Regions from separate parts of the Sus scrofa genome. Here region 2 is linked to region 1. Evidence: chromatin contacts called from public Hi-C data. All regions are on one chromosome and are shown on one strand. Each heading gives the region's core, a stretch centred on a gene start, on an enhancer-like site or on the middle of the called end of the contact. The rest is flanking DNA. Distances are from core to core; before and after follow the strand shown.

Region 1 (3,773 bases), core at 512-3,011:
CCTCTTTCTTAGCAGAATTTTCTCACGAGATGTCCCTCAGATCTTCTTTGAGCCTTTCCTATACCTAGTCCCGCAGTATATTTGGCTAGGTGTTTGAACACTGTTTAGTCTCTGCAAAACTAGGCAAATCTTTGCCCAAAAGTCAGAAACTCTTCAAAAAGTCAGATGAGCAACCTCCCCTGAGGAATATACAGGCGAAATTTGCAGGTATTGTCCACATTTCTTTCCTCTGTTCTCTTTACTGAGAGTGTGGGTAAAACAGCTAAAAATAATTGAATCATTCTGACCCATTCCGACCTTAGCCCTACCTGGTGAATCCAAACAACTTTAAGGTAAGTCGAACTGTCCTTTTCAATCTGCCTGCTTTTCTACTGCAGTTGAGGTGAATGAGGCCTGAAATCACACAACAGCATTCATCCTTGGTGGGAACCTGAGTTGCTTCGTTAAGATTTTCACTCCTAGGCTCTTAAAAGTTATTCTCCTATTCATTTAAAATTCAATAAACAAGTAGTTCAATTCTGGGGAGAGGGGGAGGCAATAAACAACAACAAAAAACAAAGTAAACTCGACAATAGGCAAACATCAACTAAGGAGCATGAGACTTGAAATACGCTTTAAAAGTTTTTAACTATCTCCATTGATACTACTGATAGAAGTTTCTTTAGGGAGACCTTGCCACTTCGAGTACCAATTTACCCAAGGCCAAACACGGAGGAATCCTGTAACGTGTAGGAATGCGAAAGAATGCTGGTGAGGCCCTCCTTTGCACAACAGTTGTCACACATACATTTTATTTATATTCAAGCATTTTCCTCCATCATTACTTCTTTTTCTGCTTTTTTCCCTCCTTACATTACCTTAAGCACAGTATGTTTCTGCTTCTTTCCCCATACATTATCTTTAAGGCACTGCCTAAACGTGTTTGTTGTTGTTTCAAGCTGGTTTTTGAGAGTGGGTTAAAAGAAACACCCTAAAATGTCTTCAGGTCCAGGACGTGTTCAGAAAATAATTCAAGGCTCCTTTGGTTAGAGTGCTACCTGGTAGGGGCGTGTGTCCACGTGGTGAGCAAGAAATAATTTGGATCTGGTCTTAAAACATCTTCTCGCTGCTGTGATTTTTGTTTCCTGATTATCAAAATAATGTATGTTCACTGGCAAAAAAAACTGGAAAGTTAGGGGGAAAAGGAAACAACAACTCGTAATCGGCGTGGTTTTTGGATATGAGCTTTTCCATTTGGTTAAGAGATGGAGAAGAACGCACTGTCTCTGGCCCGGAATATCGAGCGGCAGGGTATCCTCTGCCTGCTAAATTCAACGGGGTTCGGAAGACCAGTCAGCTAAGGGCCCGGGGCGCAGGGCCATCCCCACGGCGCTCCTATTCCGCCACCTGTGCGGTGACTTGGCGCCTTCCCGGCGTAACTGCTGGGCTCCGTCACCCCCGGTTCCCACCGGGCTCCTACGCAGAGACCCAGCCCAGGCACCTTCCCTGGTAAGTGTCCACCGACTGAAAATAGATCCCAAGTCTGCCCCTGACCCCCCCCCCCTCAAACCTCCCCTTTAAAGGGAGCCACCGGGTGACGCCGGGGGAGTTTGCGGAAGCGCCAACCGCGTTGGGGCCTTGGGCGGATCCCGTGATTGGAGCCGGCCCCGCCCCCGGATCCTCTTCCCCCATTGTGTGAGCCGCTAGGCCCGAGGCCCCGCCCCCTGCCACCTCCCTCCGGAGGCCCAACCCCTCCCCTTTTTTTCACCCCCCCCTTTGGCTCATTTCCGGCCGCCGCTGCTACCGCTAGCCTGTAAGGAGGATTCGGCAGAGGGAAGAAACAACAGCCGCCATCTTGTTTGTGTGCTAGGCTGGGGGGGAGAGAGGGCGAGAGGGAGCGGGCGAGAGTGGGCAAGCGGGACGCCGGGCTGAGTGCGAACTGCGAGAGCGAGAGTACGGAGGGGAGCCGGGCCGGAGAGAGGCGGCAGGGGCCGAGACAGTGGCAGGGGGCCCGGGGCGCACGGGCTGAGGCGACCCCCAGCCCCTCCCGCCCGCACACACCCCCACCGCGGCCCGGGAGCCGGGCCGGCGTCGACGCCTAGGGGGGACCATTACATAACCCCGCGCCCCGCGGCGCCTTCGCCCGCCGCCGAGGGCGGCCCCGAGCGGAGCCCCGGGGGCGGGCGCTCCCGGCACCTGGTCGCCGGGGGTGGGGGCCGTAGCGGCGGCCGTATTTATTTATTTTCCGCGGGAGGGAAGAGCGAAAGAGGAGAGCGCGGCGCGAGGGGAAGCCGCCTGCGCCGCCCGCCAGAGCGGGGCCTCCTCGGTGGGCTTGGTGTCGGCGCGGGCGGCGCGGCTCGGCCCGGCCCCCTTGGCCCTCTGGGTCGGCGAGCTCCGGGCCCGGCGTCCTCGCCGCGCCTCCGCCGCCCGCCGCGCGATGTGAGGCGGCGGCGCCAGCCTGGCTCTCGGTTCGGGCGAGCTCTCTGCGGCCATTAGGGGCCGGTGCGGCGGCGGCGCGGAGCGCGGCGGCAGGAGGAGGGTTCGGAGGGTGGGGGCTCAGGTCCGGGAGGGGGCACCGGGAGGAGGTGAGTGTCTCTCGTCGCCTCCTCCTCTCCCCCCTTTTCGCCCCCGCCTCCTTGTGGCGATGAGAAGGAGGAGGACAGCGCCGAGGAGGAAGAAGCTGATGGCGGCGGCGGAGCTCCGAGAGACCTCGGCTGGGCAGGGGCCGGCCGTGGCGGGCCGGGGACTGCGCCTCTAGAGTCGCGAGTTCTCGGGAATTCGCCGCAGCGGACGCGCTCGGCGCATTTGTGTGCCTGTGCCCTCCTCCGGGCCTGGGCCCAGGCCCGGCCCCTCGCGCTCGCCCCTACCTTTTCTATCGAGTCCGCATCCCTCTTCAGCCACCGCGATCCGGCGAAGAGAAAAAGGAACTTCCCCCACCCCCTTCGGGGGCCGGCGGAGTCCCCCAAGCCCACCCCAGGGATCCGGGCGGGGACCCCGGGCTGAAGAAGAGATTTCCCGAGGATTCTCGTTTTCCTCGCCTGTATCTCCGAAAGAATTAAAAATGGCCGAGAATGTGGTGGAACCGGGGCCGCCTTCAGCCAAGCGGCCTAAACTCTCATCTCCGGCCCTCTCGGCGTCCGCCAGCGATGGCACAGGTTAGTCTTGGGAGCCCAGGCCTCCCACCTCCTCCTTGATCTTTTCTGCTCGCTGCACCTTTATTCGTCCATGTTTTCTTCCTCTCTTCCTACTTCTTTGCCTCTTGATTAATTTTAAAGGTGTTTGAATGAGCTGGTCGAAGGCGTCCAGTAGCCCAACCATTTTCTTTGCTTCCTAAAACATTCATTGCAACACTATGTCATATCGATGTGTGTTCTGGAATTAGAGCTCCTGAGTGGTGCTGTAGAAATGGCCTTTATTGTTGCTCCCATACAGTTTAATTTTGGAATTGCCAGTGCGTTTACATGTAAGGGTTTTTTATGCAGTTTGACTTTTAATTTCTTTTGTTGTTGTTGGTATATGAGAAATTGTCAATCTTTTCTTCTTAATCTCACTTGTCCTGTTTCCTTTCTACTCTTCAAGAATTTCTCTTTGCATAAGATTTTCTGTTGAGAATGGGTGTGTAAAAAGTCTTGGTTTTAATTATTTGTGTGTATGCGATCCAGGATTTTAAGTTTGACGTGAAGTTAAACGTCAAACCTGAAATTTAGCGTGAATTACTTTGCCTGCCATTGCTAGCTTTTTTTGCTTCCACTCCTTATTTGCTTTAAAAATCAATATGGAGCGCAGTTCATTTT
Region 2 (3,773 bases), core at 533-3,032, 62 kb before region 1:
CACTTGTTGAGCCAATGGATGCTTGCCCTGGGAGAATAAGAAAGAAATTATTATACCAGCCAAGGTGAAAACGAAAGTAAGTCTGGGATGGGAGTTCCCAGTGTGGCTCAGCGGGTTACAAATCTGACTAGTATTCATGAGGATGCATGTTTTATCCCTGGCCTTGCTTAGTGGGTTAAGGATCTGGCGTTGCAGAGAGCTGCAGTGTAGGTCACAGATGTGGCTGGGATCCCGAGTTGCTGTGGCTGTGGTGTAGGCTGGCAGCTGCAGCTCCTGTTCAACTCCTAGCCTGGGAACTTCCATTTGCTGTAGGTATGGCCCTAAAAAGCAAAAAAATAAAGTAGGTCTGGGAGTTCCCACTGTGGCACAGGGGGCTGAGGATCCGGGTTGCCACAGCTGTGGTACAGGTCACAGCTGTGGCTCGATTCGATCTCTGGCCCAGGAACTTCCATATGCTGAGGAGGCAGCAAAACAAAACAAAATAAACCAAAGACACCCAAAACAAAAAACTAGGTCTGTGCTGGGTCCTCGGAGGTCAGTAGTGGAGGATGGGTGGTAGGTGGGCGAGAGAAACAAGCCCAGACGGGGAAGGATTTGCAGAGGTAGAATCTAGATGTTTGTTTTTAATGGTGAGAAAACACCTTACGGCCAGTTCACATCCTATACATGCTAAAGGGGTAAATCTCCAGCATGGCAGACTATTTGCAGCCACTGAAGATTTTTGAGTAGAAAAGCAGTTGTTCATGAAGGGCACTCTTCTGCACATTTTGTATTTTGGAAGTTGCCACAGTCTGACAGTAATAGGGCCCCTCACCCCTGGGGCCCACCTCTGTGGCTGGCCCCACTCACCGCCCTGGAACCCCAGCAGGTGCGGCCACTTTGGTGCTGCCTGAACTTCTCCGGCAATGCCTGTGCTGGTATGGCTGATATTCTGCCTGTAAAATCGCAGTTGCGGTGACAGAACTGTTGCCATGGTAACAGGGTCGCTTTTGCAGATTTCCTCAAATTCTGCTTCTCAACCGCACTGAGAGGGAAGGAAGGCCAGCTTATCACCAAGAGGCCCATGGCACCAGCAAGCCAGTGAGCCGAGAAAGGCCCACTTGTTTATCCTAAATTCAAATCATAGTGGAGGAGGACAAGCTACCATCCAATCCAAACTCTGACTCTTTCTGACGCTTTGTGTCCTCACAAGGTACTGATCTTCTCTGAGCTTCATTTTCCCCAACTGTAACATGGGAAGGTGGGGATGAAATGAGATTATACCCAGAAAGCCTTTTGCGCATCCCTGGAAGGTGGTAAATATCAGCTAATATTAAATCCCATCCCTTCCATCCTCTGCAGAGAAGTCTGACCGGAGGCGCAGAGGCGTCCTCACACAGGGAAGCCACCGTGAGGTGCAGGACAGTTTTCTGGGACAATCAAAGCGTGGCCTGAGATGAAGGGGGGGCTTCAGCCACATGGCAAGGCCCGGGGCTCCCTGGATTCAGGAGCTGGCTCAGCTCCCACCCTAGACCTGCCCTTCGCCTCCTCAGCTGTATTGGGTGAGAGTGTAACCATGTCAGGTTATTTGCTCGAGGTGTGTCTTGGAAACTCACTGGAGCCCACAGGGACAAGCTAGTCCATTTGCAGCTCCTTCACTCACTCATTCTCTCCTTCGCTGGACTCTCGCTGGATGTTAGGGAGCCAGTGCCTAATGACAGCCCTGCTCTCTAGGAGCTCACAGTCCTTACAGAGGAAGCAGAAGAACAAACAGACAACATCAGTCTGGCAGCAGTGGGACCATGTGGCCCTGCCTGGAGAGGCAGGTGTGGACAGTGGGACCCCAGGTGGAAGGCCCAGCTGAGGCAAGGCAAGGAAGTGAGAACTGTTCCGTTTTGCTGCATTTTAAAACCTGCAGCGGGGGGCTGAGGAACAGGCTAAAAATATGGCCTAGAGCCTTGTAAGCTGACCAAAGGGGTGTGGATTTATTCAGAGGGCAAAGGGCCCGCTCCCTGGGGTTTTGAGAATTGAACTTGCTTTTCCCATAAGATGCAGGTAGGAGTGGGTTACAAAGGGAGAACTGGCAGTCAGAGGGAAAGGGTGCTCTGTCTCTGTCCCTCTTATGTAAGAGCATGAACTTAGCACTTGGCATAGACCCTGGCACAGCACAGATACTCAGTAAATGGTAAGAGGGGTTATTAACTTGCTACACCTCTGTGGGGAGCACTTGGAAGGGACAAAAGAAGACCTCTTCCAGTCACTCAGTACTCACCCTGGGGACCAGCCCTGGACAAGACCAACTAAGCCACGGTGCTGATACTGACCCAGGGAGGGACAATGGCATCGGGCACTACTGGACTTAGTGCAGGACTTAGGAAAGTTGTGGGGGAAAGGGGGTCCCTTTGGAACGCTTCACACTGGCGGCAAGAGAAAAGGATCTTTCAGCCAACTGCAGGATCAGGGTCTGGCTTCTTGGAGTATCACCAAGTATCTCATCATCATTTAGAAGCACCAACAGTGTTGAAGTCACATAGCTTTTCTAAAAACAGGCCAGGGAGCAAATACTCCAAGGGGATGGCCCTACCTGGAGAGCCTGGGCCCTGATAAACAGAAGGGCCCAGGGCAGCCGGGCTTCCGGCAGCTTCCCGGGGCCCACTTCCCTGCCAGAGGGAAAGGCTCTTTTATTGGCTTCTCCAGGCCCAGCCTGCTGCCTTCATCACTGCAGCTTCCGCCCTGCACAGGCCCTGTGCCAGAAGCCTCAGAATATTTAATGGGAGGAAGGAGCGAAAACCTGTGTAACTGGGTTTGTCCCACATGGAAGCGTATTACGGCACCGTTGCTAGATTTCTGCGCACATTTCCCTCCAGAGCAAGGAGGCCGAGGGGCGGTCTGCTGAGCACTGAGGTGCGGTGCCCAAGTGCCATTCCCATTATATAGACCAGGAAGCCGAGGCCCAGAGAGGCGATTTGCTGAGGTCACACAGATCCCGTGTGCAAGCGCTGCCTGCCCCTTGGGCAGCGTCTCGTCTACTCGGTCTCCGCGCCTGGGATCCCCGAGCCCTGAATAGGTGGGGGCGGAGCTCGTCAGTCCTGCGGTCGGAAGCCCCGACTCCACTGTCCAGCGCCCGGCCTCCCCCTGCCTTTCAGGGTTTCCTGGCCACAGCCGCCGTGGCCCCTTGCCTCCCTCCAGTGCGGCGCCGCGGGCCTGGCCGTTCACCGCACGGTCCAGCTGCTTCGCTGTGCGGCCCGGGCACACCTGCCCCGGGTGGGGACCGGCCGGGGTCGGGGACTCGCGCCACTTCCGGAGGCTGAGCGGGAAGGGGCCGCGTCTGCTTTTAAACAAGCGATCGAGTCTTTCCTCCGGCCTCCGAGGGCCCAGGCGGAGGGAGGTGGGGGCGGGTCGGAAAAGGGAACTCGGACGGGAAAGCGAACCCTAGGCGGTTTCGTGCGCCCAGACCCGGACACAAAGGCAACTGCGGGCGTAGCGGCGCGGGGCGGCGGCCTTGGACCCGGCGGCTCCGGCGCCCCCGGCCCTTCCGTGGAGGAGAGAAACCCGGGCGGCTGGGGGCGGCTCGCTCCGGCCACACCCCAACACCTGCACCCCGGCGCAGGAGGGGCCGCGCCCGCCCTCCGGCCCTGGCGCGGGCTGGGCCGCTGCGCCCTAGGGCTCTGCTCTGTCGCATCTTTGTTCTGGCCTCAACTCGAGATCCCCTGGGCCCATCCACCCACACCCCAGGGCTCTGCCCGGGCGTCGACCCCTAACCTTCGCTGCCCCTTTCACTGTTCCGCGATCAC

What was found. A called contact is a pair of places that touch in the nucleus more often than the background predicts.
Region 2: a contact with region 1 is called in a Hi-C map of skeletal muscle, with 4 times the contacts expected there. The contact joins the promoter of LOC110260836 here to the promoter of EP300 in region 1. A contact is called at or near these places in 2 of 5 promoter capture datasets (fetal liver and liver), 10 of 47 Hi-C or Micro-C datasets (alveolar macrophages, brain, embryonic fibroblasts and 6 more) and 2 of 2 datasets of contacts at active chromatin or transcription factors (alveolar macrophages and skeletal muscle).

What each region holds. Positions count from the first base shown.
Region 1 is chr5:7,392,503-7,396,275 of Sscrofa11.1, reverse strand. EP300 (histone acetyltransferase p300) reads left to right here and starts at 1,761. Exons shown (of 32, transcript XM_001929213.5): 1 at 1,761-3,134. The coding sequence starts at 3,041.
Region 2 is chr5:7,454,627-7,458,399 of Sscrofa11.1, reverse strand. It overlaps LOC110260836, which reads left to right and starts at 1,782. Exons shown (of 4, transcript XM_021093101.1): 1 at 1,782-1,857; 2 at 3,047-3,773. The coding sequence starts at 1,782. LOC110260637 (a long non-coding RNA gene) reads right to left here and starts at 157. Exons shown (of 3, transcript XR_002343888.1): 1 at 1-157.